2 separate regions of the Sus scrofa genome follow, and region 2 is linked to region 1. A link is a contact called in public HiChIP or PLAC-seq data. All regions are on one chromosome and are shown on one strand. The core of a region is the stretch at or near the end of the contact, and the rest is flanking DNA. Distances in the headings are between cores, read along the strand shown.

Evidence for each region. HiChIP or PLAC-seq counts read pairs in DNA pulled down with a chosen protein or histone mark.
Region 2: a contact with region 1 is called in an H3K27ac HiChIP or PLAC-seq map of skeletal muscle. The contact joins the promoter of CAPZB here to the enhancer-like site in region 1. A contact is called at or near these places in 1 of 5 promoter capture datasets (liver), 8 of 47 Hi-C or Micro-C datasets (blood, embryonic fibroblasts, liver and 4 more) and 2 of 2 datasets of contacts at active chromatin or transcription factors (alveolar macrophages and skeletal muscle).

The regions. Positions count from the first base shown.
Region 1 is chr6:77,845,016-77,851,518 of Sscrofa11.1, reverse strand. All of the region lies in intron 2 of CAPZB (capping actin protein of muscle Z-line beta subunit), which reads left to right. Among named protein-coding and RNA genes, the nearest start is that of CAPZB, 64 kb to the left of the region's middle. Within about 2 kb of position 4,003, at least 7 of the 83 cell types and tissues checked have an H3K27ac peak or open chromatin away from gene starts, as enhancers often do. A contact at or near this core is called in skeletal muscle, where this site is marked.
Region 2 is chr6:77,909,648-77,915,482 of Sscrofa11.1, reverse strand. It overlaps CAPZB (capping actin protein of muscle Z-line beta subunit), which reads left to right and starts at 2,866. Exons shown (of 9, transcript NM_001113444.1): 1 at 2,866-2,970. The coding sequence starts at 2,968.

The DNA of each region.
Region 1 (6,503 bases), core at 2,754-5,253:
GCAGCAGGTCGGTGCCAAGCAATCTGCTCGCATGGCCTCATTCCCCTCCCAGCAGTCAGGATGCGGCCTTGGAAGTGCTGTGTGCCTTGTTTGTCTTGGTCACAGAGTTTTTTTTTTTTGCTATTTCTTTGGGCCGCTCCCACGGCATATGGAGGTTCCCAGGCTAGGGGTCGAATTGGAGCTGTAGCCACTGGCCTACGCCAGAGCCGCAGCAACTTGGGATCCGAGCCGCGTCTGCAACCTACACCACAGCTCACGGCAACGCCAGATCCTTAACCCACTGAGCAAGGACAGGGACCAAACCTGCAACCTCATGGTTCCTAGTCGGATTCGTTAACCACTGCGCCATGACGGGAACTCCGGTCACAGAGTTTTGATTGATCATATGTGGGAGGGGTGGGGCAGAGCCAAGGGTAGGGTCAGGTCCCTAATCTAGGCAGCTGCAGAGGCTGCTGTTTCTTGTCCACTGCATCTGACAGTGTGCCTGGCTGTGTTTAAATTTAGTTTGCCCACTTAGTTTTTAGTGCATTTTAGGAAAAGATTGTGGAGTTCCCTGGTGGCCTAGCAGTTAAGGATCTGGTGGTGTCGCCACTGGTGCAGGTTCAATCCCTGGCTCAGGAACTCTGCATGCCACGCCGCAGGCCCAGCCAGAGAAAAAAAAAAGAGAAATAGACCAAACATAGAAGTAAGAAATGATGCGCAAATTTTTCTCAGTAGAGTCTTCTTGGTGTTTAACAGGCTATTTTGTTCGTGTGGCAGCTGGAGTTTGACTAGAGCGGTGTGATTTCGCTGTGATTCCCTTGCCACTCCTTAGTGCGGAGTTGTGTGCGTCACTCTCGTGGAGACCTGGTCAGCTGGTTCCCTGGCTCTGTGTGCCCGTTTTACTTGGGCTCAACAGGGGAACTGCAGCACTGATGGTGAATGAAAGAGATGTCAAGAGCCGTCTTTCACTCTGGCTGATAATATCGGGTAGAAAGATCAGCCCGAGGGTTTAGTTTGCAAGGGGCACTCCGACCCGGGTTGACGTACCACACTGTCTGTGCCTGATAGGTGACGTGCAGTGTGTGGCATCCCAATGACGACTGTCACAGTGCGCTGTTTGCCCACTTTAACTTTCATCATCTGTAGCCTGTGGCTGGAGAGGGGCTGGAGGCAGATGTGGGTTGTGGGGTCACCAGCTGACGTTTGTTGAATACCTGCTCTGTTCCGGGACTGAGCTGGACTCTGCTGCTCGTGTTGATTATCCTCTCGTCGTTTCCACCCCACACTACCAGCCTCCAGCAAAGACCCTGGGGAAAACGCCGCAGGGCAGGGCTGTGCTCACCGAGCAGCACCGGCAGCCCCACTCCTCCTCCTGGGATAACTGCTGGGTACCTTTGGGTCCCGGTCCCTTCTACTCAGAACCATAGATTAAACGGTACATTTTGCTGCTGTGTCTGTCTGACCTGCTTAGGGGAAAAGTGTTAAGTAATTTAACTCATTCCTGATATAAAATATTAAAGCACAGATATATTATGGGAAATAATTTAACATTCACATAATTAAAGAAAAAGAAAACCAAAGACTTGAGAAAGACATCGCCTTCCTAGAGCCTGGCCACTTGGGATGTGCAGTTTGCTTTGTCTGCTGCCGCCTGGGGAGGCTGCAGAAGCACCGACTTCCCCTCGCCTGGTTGGTTGGGGGCGGGGGCAGCCTGGGGCCCCATCTACCTCCAAAGGCTGAACAAGGGGCTATGGTAGATTCCCATCATCCAGAATGGCCTGGGGAATTGGTATTCTCATTAATTTTCTAATTTGAAGTATGGTGAGTGTCAGGATGGAAATGGAGCATGACTTTTCAACGAATTAGGGTCTGGTAAGGCATGCCTCATTAGAACTGTATTGCCAGGCCTCAGAAGCCCCTCCCTGATGACCGGTCTCGCTTGCTTCCAGGCCCTAGCTGTGCGCTGTGATCTACCCGGAGCATTTGTGCTGGTTTTGTAGTTCTGAAAATTACTTCTTTGAATGTTTTTCTTTCATGTCCTGCTGTTTTTCTTCGTTTTCCCCGGGGACGACAGGTTTTTGTTTGGTTCTGTTTTTGTTTTTTGTTTGTTTTTTATTTAAACGGGATTTGCAGAAATCTTTTATTCTCCTAAGATTCGGTCCAGGCCGAGTGTACTGCTGTGGCTCTGAAGTTCATTTGTAGTTTTTAGTTTTTCCCCAAAGCTGTTATTTTAGAAGACACCCCACGTTATGGGTTCGTGGAGAAGCAGGGCATCCGGGCCTTTGCTTTTTGTAATCAGGGGTCCCTTAGCCGTTTTCAAAGCAGCTAGTGCGCTGGCCCCGAGCACATGCAGTCATATCCCCCCTGCACTCACCTGCCTTAGGTCATGCTGGGCGGGAGGTGGTGATTTTCAAGAAAAGCCTCCAGTTCTAAGACTGACGAGAATGTTAGGATTTGCCGTCCTTCCCTGTGAAGGGAGTGGCCTCGCATAGATGTGGGAGCCAGAGGCTTGGGGGAGTTTATCCATCCACCAGCGGTCCGATGACAGCGTAGAACTAAAGTGTGGTGTATGCTTGGCAGGTAGAGGCCGAGGCAGCCCAGTTTATCAAGCCACATTGGTTTTCTTTTTTCTTCCCACCATCAGAGCTCTTGCTGCCTTGCGACTATGACGCATGCTCTGATTGGCGGGGAATGATCTGCCTTTGCGGATGGCCAGGACATCATTTTATTACATATTAATCCCATTGTACTGGAGTGAAGCCAGCTGAAATCCGTTGTTAAGCTGTTTCAGAAATACCTGCAGGTCCATGTGGGCCAAGAATCATGTGATGTTAAGATGCTCCCTTGGCTTCTAAACATTGACCTTCTATGGCTTTACTCTACACACTGGCAGCAAGAGCTGAAACGTCTCAGCTGAGGTGTATTTTGAGCCCTGAGCTGAGGAAGGAGTTTGTTTCTGCAGATTGGCACCCAGCAGGCCATCCGTCCTTTGCCTTTTTAAGAACAAACCAAAAATAGCCCTAAATCCGTTTAACCAGGCCGAAAAAACTTCACTTGCAAACATCGATCACTTCATCTTTAAATTTCTTCTCCTTCCTTTGCTTAGAGTCACCCTGAGGTCAGACTCGGTGGGTGTCCCCAACTTTACTCAAGCGAGGGGGAGGCTTCAGAGCTGGGAGCACACCAGGCTGTGGCACCCGGCCTGTGAGTTAGCGGTGGAAGACCCATCCCGAGGCCCTCTGACCAGGGAGTTGAGAACCTGATCGGTTTTCATTTCAGCATATTTCTTTTTAGCAGCCAGCGTTGCCCTCCAGAAATAGAAAGGGCCAGCCTCAGCAGTACCTATACTTTGAACAGCTGGCAGAAATTGTCCACCTGTAGGTAGTGCGAGGTCTGCAGGGAGGTTGCCGCGGACCGATGAGAAGGCTGGAGAGCACAGGCTCCTTGGCTGGGGCCCTGAACCAGCGCGTGGAGACCTCCGGCTTGCGAGGCCAAGGCCTTGCTCTCCGTGACGTGGCTGGTGGAGCCAAGCTCACACGCCTTCGTGGTTGAGATAAAGGCTAATGTTTTGACAGTCATTTCTGCTAAGCATCGGGAGTTTTCAGTCTCCGATAGTTGCACCCCTGAAATCTGGCAGTGCTTTCCCTGGGGATAGCTGTGTGGAGTAAAGCATCACACTCACGCCTGTCCCCAGGGGATGAGGTGTGCTGGCCCTGGAACCCAGACGTCGCCACTGTCCTTGGGGACCTTATCGCCAGAAACGATCTGCTTCGTCTGTGTTCAGGAGGGACCATGCCTTGTTTTCCCTTTATCATCACCATTTAAAACCGTCTCGGACCAGCATGTTTTCCTCCTTTATTTCAGAGACAATTTTACAGTGTCTTCTTTCTAAAGAGACGTTAGCCTGAGGAGGTGAAAAGCTGGTGGATTCCGTCAGCATTTACTGAGCACCTCCAGCGCTCAGCCCGGGAGGAGGCAGCCTTGGCTCCTGCGGGAAGCAAATGCAGGGACCCTGCAGCTTGGTCCGTGTCCAGAGTGACCGGGCTGGATTCTCTCAGCCCTTTGGTCTAGACCATCATCAGCTCTGAGGACAACTGTCGAGACTGGCAAACCTGAGTTACTCTTCCTCTGAGTGTTTACCCTTGCTGTGTGCCAGACACCGTCCTGGGGGCCATGCCGGGGTGCACAGCGGAGGCCTCACTCCACAGAGCTGGGGCTCAGTGGGGAGCTCAGGCAAGGAAGACGAAGGCTCGGCCGTGCCAGCTCTGCACACTGTTGTTCTCTTCCAGATCACAGCAGGCCTGGTTATTTGTCTTTACTTTTGAGTCGAAGTGGCGGTTTAGCTGTCTCCTGCCTCCTTGCTGGCCGCCCTTCACCCGGCCTCTTAGTGTTTCTCAGATTCTTTTCCCAAAGTATTCCTGAGGAGAGCAAATACGTATCTTTGGAGTTTTGAGAGCAAAGCGAAAAGTGCCTGCCTCTAGTGGAAATTTTATGTTTTGTCTTTGCAGAATGTTGCCTTGCACTTCACAGCGTGCCCACATGCAAGATGTTTTAACATAAAAACCATGCTTTCTGCACCTTCAGCCTTAAGTCAAGCTGCTGCCCCGGGAAGGAGCCCCCCCCCCCCGCCCCGCTGGTGCTCTGGGTCCTTGTCTGGAGATGCTCAGCTGGGTTTGGGATGGGGCCTCCTCACAGCATCTAGTTTCCCTGCTGACAGCCCTCTGGAGCTGAGGGCAGGGGGCTCTGTTGCCCCGCCTGGCGCGGGGGTGCCTGTGCTGGACCCCATTGGTTCGCTGGGACCTGGGCCAGTTCCCTGTGGGTTTCTGTTAGAGGTGGGGACCCTCGGCCTCCACTCTTGGGTTGGTTTTGGGGCCCTAGGCCGAAGGGTGTCTTGAGCCGGCCTAGAGGAATGGATGGAATAATCGGTAATTATGCAGGGATCCCTGCACGGTCTGTCGTACTGATGTTTCTGAGCTTATCCCGAGCTTTCCTATAGGAGACGGTGCTGCAGTTCCCGTTTTACAAGGGGAAAAAGCATTTCAGCCAAGGGCCTCCGGCAGGATTTTAATGAACTCCATTCCTTGGAAAGTTGTGGTGAGCCTTTTCATGCAGGCGTTTTGCTCTTTGAATGGACTGCAGCTGCAGTGGCTAGAGCCAGGCGGAGTGAGACAGTGGACCCGGGACTCGAGGTGCTGGCGGCCCTCTGTTCCCCACCCAGGGCTCCTCTCCAGAGGGAGGTGGCCTTTTGCGACCCCAGCGTGTTGTTGAAGCGAGGACTCCGCCACCTAATGGTGATTTATGTCAAGGTGGCAGCTGGGCAGCTCTTCTAAATTAGAAATGACATGATTGCTTAGAAAGAGGAAATGGGGCTTCCAGGGGAGCCCCCACCCATGGCTGTGGCCAGAAATTATTTGAAATTCTGCTGCATTCTGTTACATGCGGAGCAGTAGCCCCTCATTGATCCAAATGAAGTGCCTCCTGAACGTGCCATCCGGACGATAAAAACTTGAAACCAAATGAATGGAGGAGAAAAGTACCCAGTCATTTGCTTTCTTTGGTGTGTGCGTGCTCCTTGGAGAGCAAGGGAGACTTTGCTCCAGGAAACTGTAATGATATGTCCGCTGCTCCTGACCATTCTCGAGCAGTCGCCATGGATTACCCACTTTGTCTGTGGGCTTGACATTCTCCAGAGCTAAGTAATTTGAAGTTAGTTGTCTCCCATCCCCTTTAGTGGCAGCGATTCAGTAGTAAGCTTCTGTTATTTTTCATAAAGTTCCAATAGAAATTATTTTTTGTTTGGTCTCAGATTTAGAATTTGACTCTCTTTTCATTCTTCATCAAACTTTTCTCAGTGAGTGACACAGGAAAATAAACAGCTTTAGTGGAGATCCATCAAACGTCAGGAGCAAATAGTATTATATATGAGCCTCATTATTCATACATTTCATCCATTACTTCTTTAATCTTCCCAGCCACTGTAAAAAGAGAGTGGGAGGATCCCCCTTCACAGAGGAAACTGAATAGCCCAGAGCCTGCAAGTCCCCTACCTGATACGTGACTGGGGGGAGAGTTGGACCCAGCTGTTGACTCCAGCACATTGTCCATCAAGTCACTGGTTTTACAAATGAAAACAGGACAGTGTGCCATTTTCTCCTGTGGTCTGCCAAGGCCATACCATCTTCCGAGTCGCAGCTATAAAGGAAATTTGTGATGAGGGCAGGGTAGTTACAATGGAACTTGTAAGTAATTTAGAAAAAAGACCTTTAAATTTTTTCTTTTCCTCTTCTGGTACGACACGCCTTCCAAGTTTTACGAGCAAAGAAACTGCTGCCTGATTCTGCCCGCCCTGGCTGTTGGGACCAGTGGGCTCAATCAGAGCAGCTGTACAGAGGTGGTGACTTCTTCAGCTGACTTCCCCCCACCCCCAGCACACACACACACACACACACACTCACACTCTCTCTTTCCTTAACAAAGCATCCCGCCCAGGCACAAGCAGTATGTCACTATGTCTTCTTTCA
Region 2 (5,835 bases), core at 1,617-4,116, 65 kb before region 1:
GGGCCCCATGGGAAAGATTAAGTAGCCTGTTCCTGAGTTCTGGGTTGGATCCTGAGCGCTCTTCTTATGAGGTAACTTAACTGTCAAAGATTTTTGAGCAGGGGGCAACATGATCAGACCTGGGGTATGAGTGTAAGCTCTGGTTCCAGAATGTCTGGCTTTGCAATCATTAGCAATGTGATTTCTGGTAAGTGACTTAACCTCTCTGTGCCTCTGTTCCCTCACTTGTAAAATGGGATAGCACTGTCCTCATAACGCTTTAATGAGGATGAAATAATACCGGTAATGCATTTTGGATACTAATCTTTTTTTTTTTTTTCCTGCTTTTTAGGGCTTCACCTGTGGCATATGGAGGTTCCCAGGCTAGGGGTGGAATCAGAGCTGTAGCCGCTGGCGGTGCCATACCTGAGCTGCCTCTGTGACCTACACCACAGCTTGCGGCAACGCAGGATCCTTAACCCACTGAGCAGGGCCAAGGATCGAACCTGTGTCCTCATGGATATTGGTTGGATTCGTTTCCGCTGAGCCATGATGGGAACTCTGGTAATGCGTTTTGAATGGCATGGCTTCCTTTGATCTTATTTCCATCAAGTAAACACTGCAAATGTCGCTTCTTTCGCAAAACTTTCCTTCATGCCTTTATTCCTTAGCTTCCAGGAGGGACACCACCTTCTCGTAGTCTTCTTCCCGCCTCCCAGGTCCCTCTTTCTCAGGCTCCTTGCTGGTTCCTCTTTCTCTTCTTGACCACTTCTCTCTCCACTAGCCTCCTAAGTGAGCTCATCTAGGTGTCTGATGCTTTTAAGCACCTCAAACTATCATCAGCTAACAGTTCTCAAAAACGTATCACCAACTTCGAACTTTCCTATCTGATTATTTGACATCTCTATTTAAACCTCCAAAAGGCATCTCAAACATCACTAGCCCCAAACTGACTCTTAACAGCACCCCCCAACCCCCCCCAAACCCCTGTTCCTCCCACAGCCTTCCACAGATGAATAAATGGCAAATCCTTCTGGTGTTAATCAAGCTAAAAATCTTAGCATCATCCTGACTCCTTTCCTCTTCTCATGCCCACGAAGCATTTGCATCTCCCTTGCATTTACCTCCTCAGGCCTTTGTTATGAAGATTAAATGAGTTATTATTTGCAAAGTGCTTAACAGCATCACATAGGAAGTTCCACAGAAGTGTTTTTAAATAAATAAAAAATGCCTTCGATACAGAAATGGCTTTCTAATAGCCCTAGTCCCCCTACAGTCCATTCAGAACACAGCAGCCTCCGGATCCTTGCAAAGGCCAGGCCAGATCTGGTCCCTGCGCTGCACCTCTCTGACCTCAGCTGCCTTGGCTCTGGGCTAGCCACCTCAGCCTCCTTGGGCCATGAACACCCCAGGGCCTGTCCCCATGAGCTCTTTTCCCTTGCTGTTCCTTGTGCCTCCCTCTGATCAAGTGTTACTTTCTAAATCAGGCCTCCTCTGGCCCCACTTTGTTCATCTGCCTGCCTCCCTCTGATTTTCCTCCACATCTCTAATCACCACCTGACACTGTATCTATTTAGTAGCTGATTGTCTCCCCTTCCCCTGGTCCAAGCTCTGCAACAACATGGACTGTCCTGTTCATTGCTCTAAACTTAGAGCCCAGAGCAGTGCTCCTTACAGGGTAGATGCTCAATAAATACTTACACCAAGTGAAAATTCCAAAGTGCCACGCCCTTTCTCTGAATTCCTGTAATACAGGTCTGTATCACTCTTGTGGGACTTAGCTGAACTACTTTTATGCCAGTGGCAGCTGTTCCTCCACTATGAGTTACCTGAGGATGGGGGTCTGGGTCACAGCCTGGTTTGTGGTCCTCATTTCTGTCCTTCGTGCAACACTTTACACTTAGTCCTCTCATAGGGGCCTGATTTAAATCTCACAAAAGAGAGAGCAAGCTAGGGAAGGCAGTTATTATTAGCAGGGCTAGCGTCCCAGGTCTCCTGCCTTCTAGACCAGGCCTAATAAATATTTGTTGAATGAAGAAGGAGAGAGAGAGAAAAAAAAGAATTTCTGAGTCACCGTGGAATGAGGTAGCCCTACTGGGCAAATGGGTGGGTTCTCTGCAGCACATCTAAAAATACCCTCAACATGTAACATTTATTGGGCCGGGTTTTCTAATTTCTACTGTGTCGTCCTAATATCATTCCTGCAGCAGGTAGTTGTGAGAGCATCTTTACATGTCACCTGGTATACCGGCCTGTATACGTACGGCCGGTGCTCAGTGACTGGTGTGACCTGAGGCTGATTTTTTAGAGATCCGGCTCAAGTGCAGTGACTTGCTCCAGGTCCCACACGGAACAAGCGGCAGTGCTGGGATTCCATCTGAGGTTCGCTCACTACGCTCTCTCAGGGAAGGGCTGGCTCCGCGGGCCGCACCAGTTCCGGGTCCGCCGCAGGAGCAAGCGCGTGCACTGGGTGGGGCGGGGAGGGACTGACCCCTCCCAGCCCCAGTGCCTTCCGCATCCTCGCCCGGAGGCCTGCGGGCACCGTCCCTCTGCCACCACCCGCAGCTGCACCCACAGGACCCGGGTTGGATCTGGCTACACGCAGAAGGCCGCTCGGGGCCGGAGCTGCAGTGAGTACCCTCCCCAGGACCCCCGGACCCGCCCACCCGTCCCGCCGACCGCTGCGCCCCGCCCCGCTCGCAAGCCCCGCCCCTCACTTCCCCGTTCTCTGCTCCTCCCCCTCGCCGAGCTCCATACTTGGCGATCGCCGCGGCCCTGCGCGCTCATTGGCCGAGAGCCGGCTGCGTGGGGGGCGGGCCCAGGCTGGGCCGGGGCGGGGAAGGAAGGTGGCGGCGGCCCGGCGCGGGGGGAGGGGGGCGCTGACCCGGATGTTCACTCCTGGGCACCCGGGGAAGTGGAAGCGCCGGGCCCTGCTGCGGGGGGGAGAGCCACAGACGCCGGGACGGGACCGCCGCCGCCGCCGCCACCATGGTAAAGGCCCGACGCTCCCCTTCCCCCAGGCCTGGGAGCCCCACTGGAGCTCGCGTCCCCCTCCTCCCGCCCACCCCCGGCCCGGGAAGGGTGGGTTCACCGGGTGGGGGAGGGGCGAGGTCCCGGAGCCCAGGTAGACACCATCCTCATCCGCTCCAGAAGGGGCCACCGGCCTGGGCGGCTTAGGTGTGCAGCGACTCTGCCTCTTGCTCCTAGCCCCCGCTGTTGGCTCAAGCTAGCGTCTCATACTCCACCGCTGGGTGTAGGCTAATCTCCCCCATGGCCCAGGGTAGACCCTCCTGGACCCGTGGTCCAGGCCAGGCACCCCCTACAAGGACCCAGGCGTGGTCCTTCTTTCTCCTCTTGGCCCAGGCCAGGTCCCCATCCCCCGTCCCTACGGCCCAAGCTAGGCCGTCTTTATTTCCTCCCATAGCCCTGGCTAGGCCTCTGTCCCCTACCTCCCCTCTTCTCGGTGACCTCAGTCCAGACCCCCGTTAACCCGTCCTCCAGTGGCCTCAGCCCACATTGGTTCCTCTCTCCTGCATGACTTCAGCCTAAATCTTCTCTTCCCGCCGTGGTTTAAGTCTGGACCCCTCTTTTCCACCCCTGGCCCCGGCCTGGACGTCACACCGTCCCCCGTCCCCCGCCCCGATTCTCTTCTCCGGACTTCTCACCACTCTTGGCGTAGCTTGCGTCAGCCCCGCTCTCTCCTGGGCTTTACCCTCCCTCCTGGGCCCTGCTCCCTACCCAGGTGGTCCCCTCGCCTCTACCTGGGGCGAACCTTCTTTGCTACCACTGGGAAGCGAGAGCGGCTCTCCAGCTCGGGTGGGGATGGGGGTCCCGGGGCTGTGCCGTATCAGGTTGGAGGGGTGCCCCTTTTCTGGGAGGCCTCCTGGGAGCGAGCGAGGGCAGGGCGGGCATCCGTGTGCCCGGAAGGCAGCGGGGCGCTCTTCGGGCCCTTCCCCTGGCCGCCGCCTCGGTGCCGCGGGGTGCGGTACTGGCGGAGCGTCCGGCCGGACGACCAGGGTCCAGGGCGATGGGGCGTGAGCGGGTGCGAAGGGATGTGGGTGGGGGAGCCGGCGGCACAGGGATGAACGCACAATCGCCCTTGTGAGGCTGCCGCCCTTGGGGGCCCCCGGGCTCTGAGGCCACCAGACGGCCCGGACACGATGCACCCTAGCAGGCGCAGCCTCCCTTTCCCCCTCAACTGTCAGCTCGTGAGGGTTGGAACTGCTGATTATGGAGGTGCCACGGATCAGGTGAGCCAGACTCCGAGGGAGAGAGTTCGCTCGGCCTGTGCTGTTTGTTTTGGTAATGAGGGCAGGTGCTCTGGGGGCGCTCCGACTGGCCAGAGGTTTCACCTAGACCCTGACACGTGAGCCCTCTACCCTCCCTTCGCTTTGGAACCTTCTGCAGGGCAGGCCCAGCGCCCAGGTTGGAAGGGCCAGAGGGCTTCTCCCTCACGTGGCCAAGGAGCCTTTGGAGAGTGGACTGAGACTCAGGCCAGCCACCTGCTCCTGCCGGGTGCAGGCAGATGTTTACATGTGGACTTTGGGCCCCAAAGGGTTTTGAGGCTCTCAGTTCCTTGTTTAAGGAAGGGCTGTTGCTGCTGAACTAGGGTGACTAATTCAGAGTGCCTGAGTTTTTTCTTAATGCTTTCCTGTACGTTGATTTAAAACGTGCCCGCTGTAATTGGGCTTCTCTGATAGCATCAGCAGAGAATTGGCCACATGAGAAGTGGCCCAGCCCCAGGCCTGGATGGGGAAGGACTTCTCCAGGACAGTTTTGGGTGAGGACTTGAAAAGCAGAGTATAGATTTGCTGTCGGGGCAAAAGCAGGAGAGGATGGTTGGGTGGCCAGGTGGGGCTGCTGGAGGCGGCATTTCTGGCATCATAGGAGGGCTGGTGGTGGGGGAGGAGCCTCTTGCCACGTCTCTGAGTGCTTGAGTCTCCAAATGGGATGAGAAAATGCCTGTTTATGCCCAGGAGGGATATGATACATGAGGCTTCTCAAGAGTCCTGTATTTTGGTCTGATTTGGACAGTCTGAAAGTACTATGGAAAGGGTGGAGGAAAAAGGCAAACATTTCTTGATGTGTTGTTTTTTTTTTTTTTTTTTTTTTTTTTTTTTTCTGGCTTGAGTTTGTGTCTATGGAGTGTAGCTGCAGCTAGCCAGAGCCACAGCACTCGGTCGGCCGTCTGCCCTACCACAGCTCCGGCACGCCGATGTTAACTGACAGGCAGGATCGAACCGCACGCATGTTCTATCGGATCGTTAACACTGCGCCACGAGGCCTATGCCCACTAAAACTTGAGATAGTTGCTGTCCCCATTTTACAGGTGAAGAAGCTGAGGCTCCGGGTATGGGGTACCATACTCAAGATGTGCTCCATTGATGGAAGCACATCTGGCGGGCTCTAAGCTGTGTCCCTTCCATTGTCCCAGGCTGCTTTTGTGTTGAGGATGTGAAGGACACTGTAGAAAACATGATGATAGGTGCTCAGAGATGGCAAGAGAGCAGCACTTACTGACTTTTGGTTGTATACTGGGTCCTTTACATAGAGATGTCATTTCATAGGGAAACAGTAGGATGGTGATGCAGGCTTATTTAACGTGAGCTCTTTGAGGACAGGGATTTTTGCCTTGTCTTTTCCATGTCTGTGTCCCTCGGGCCCAGAACACTACCTGGCACTGAGGGAAACAGCTTGGAGTGCTCCCTTTTGGGGTGTGTCTTGAACTTAGCCTCTTGGATTTCACACTCATTCTCTCAATAACTTGTTCTTAGTATCCCCTAGGCTTTTAAGTAGTTTCTAACAGCTTATTATTCCGTTTATCCCTTACTTGAATATTCTGGCTAATAAACCAAG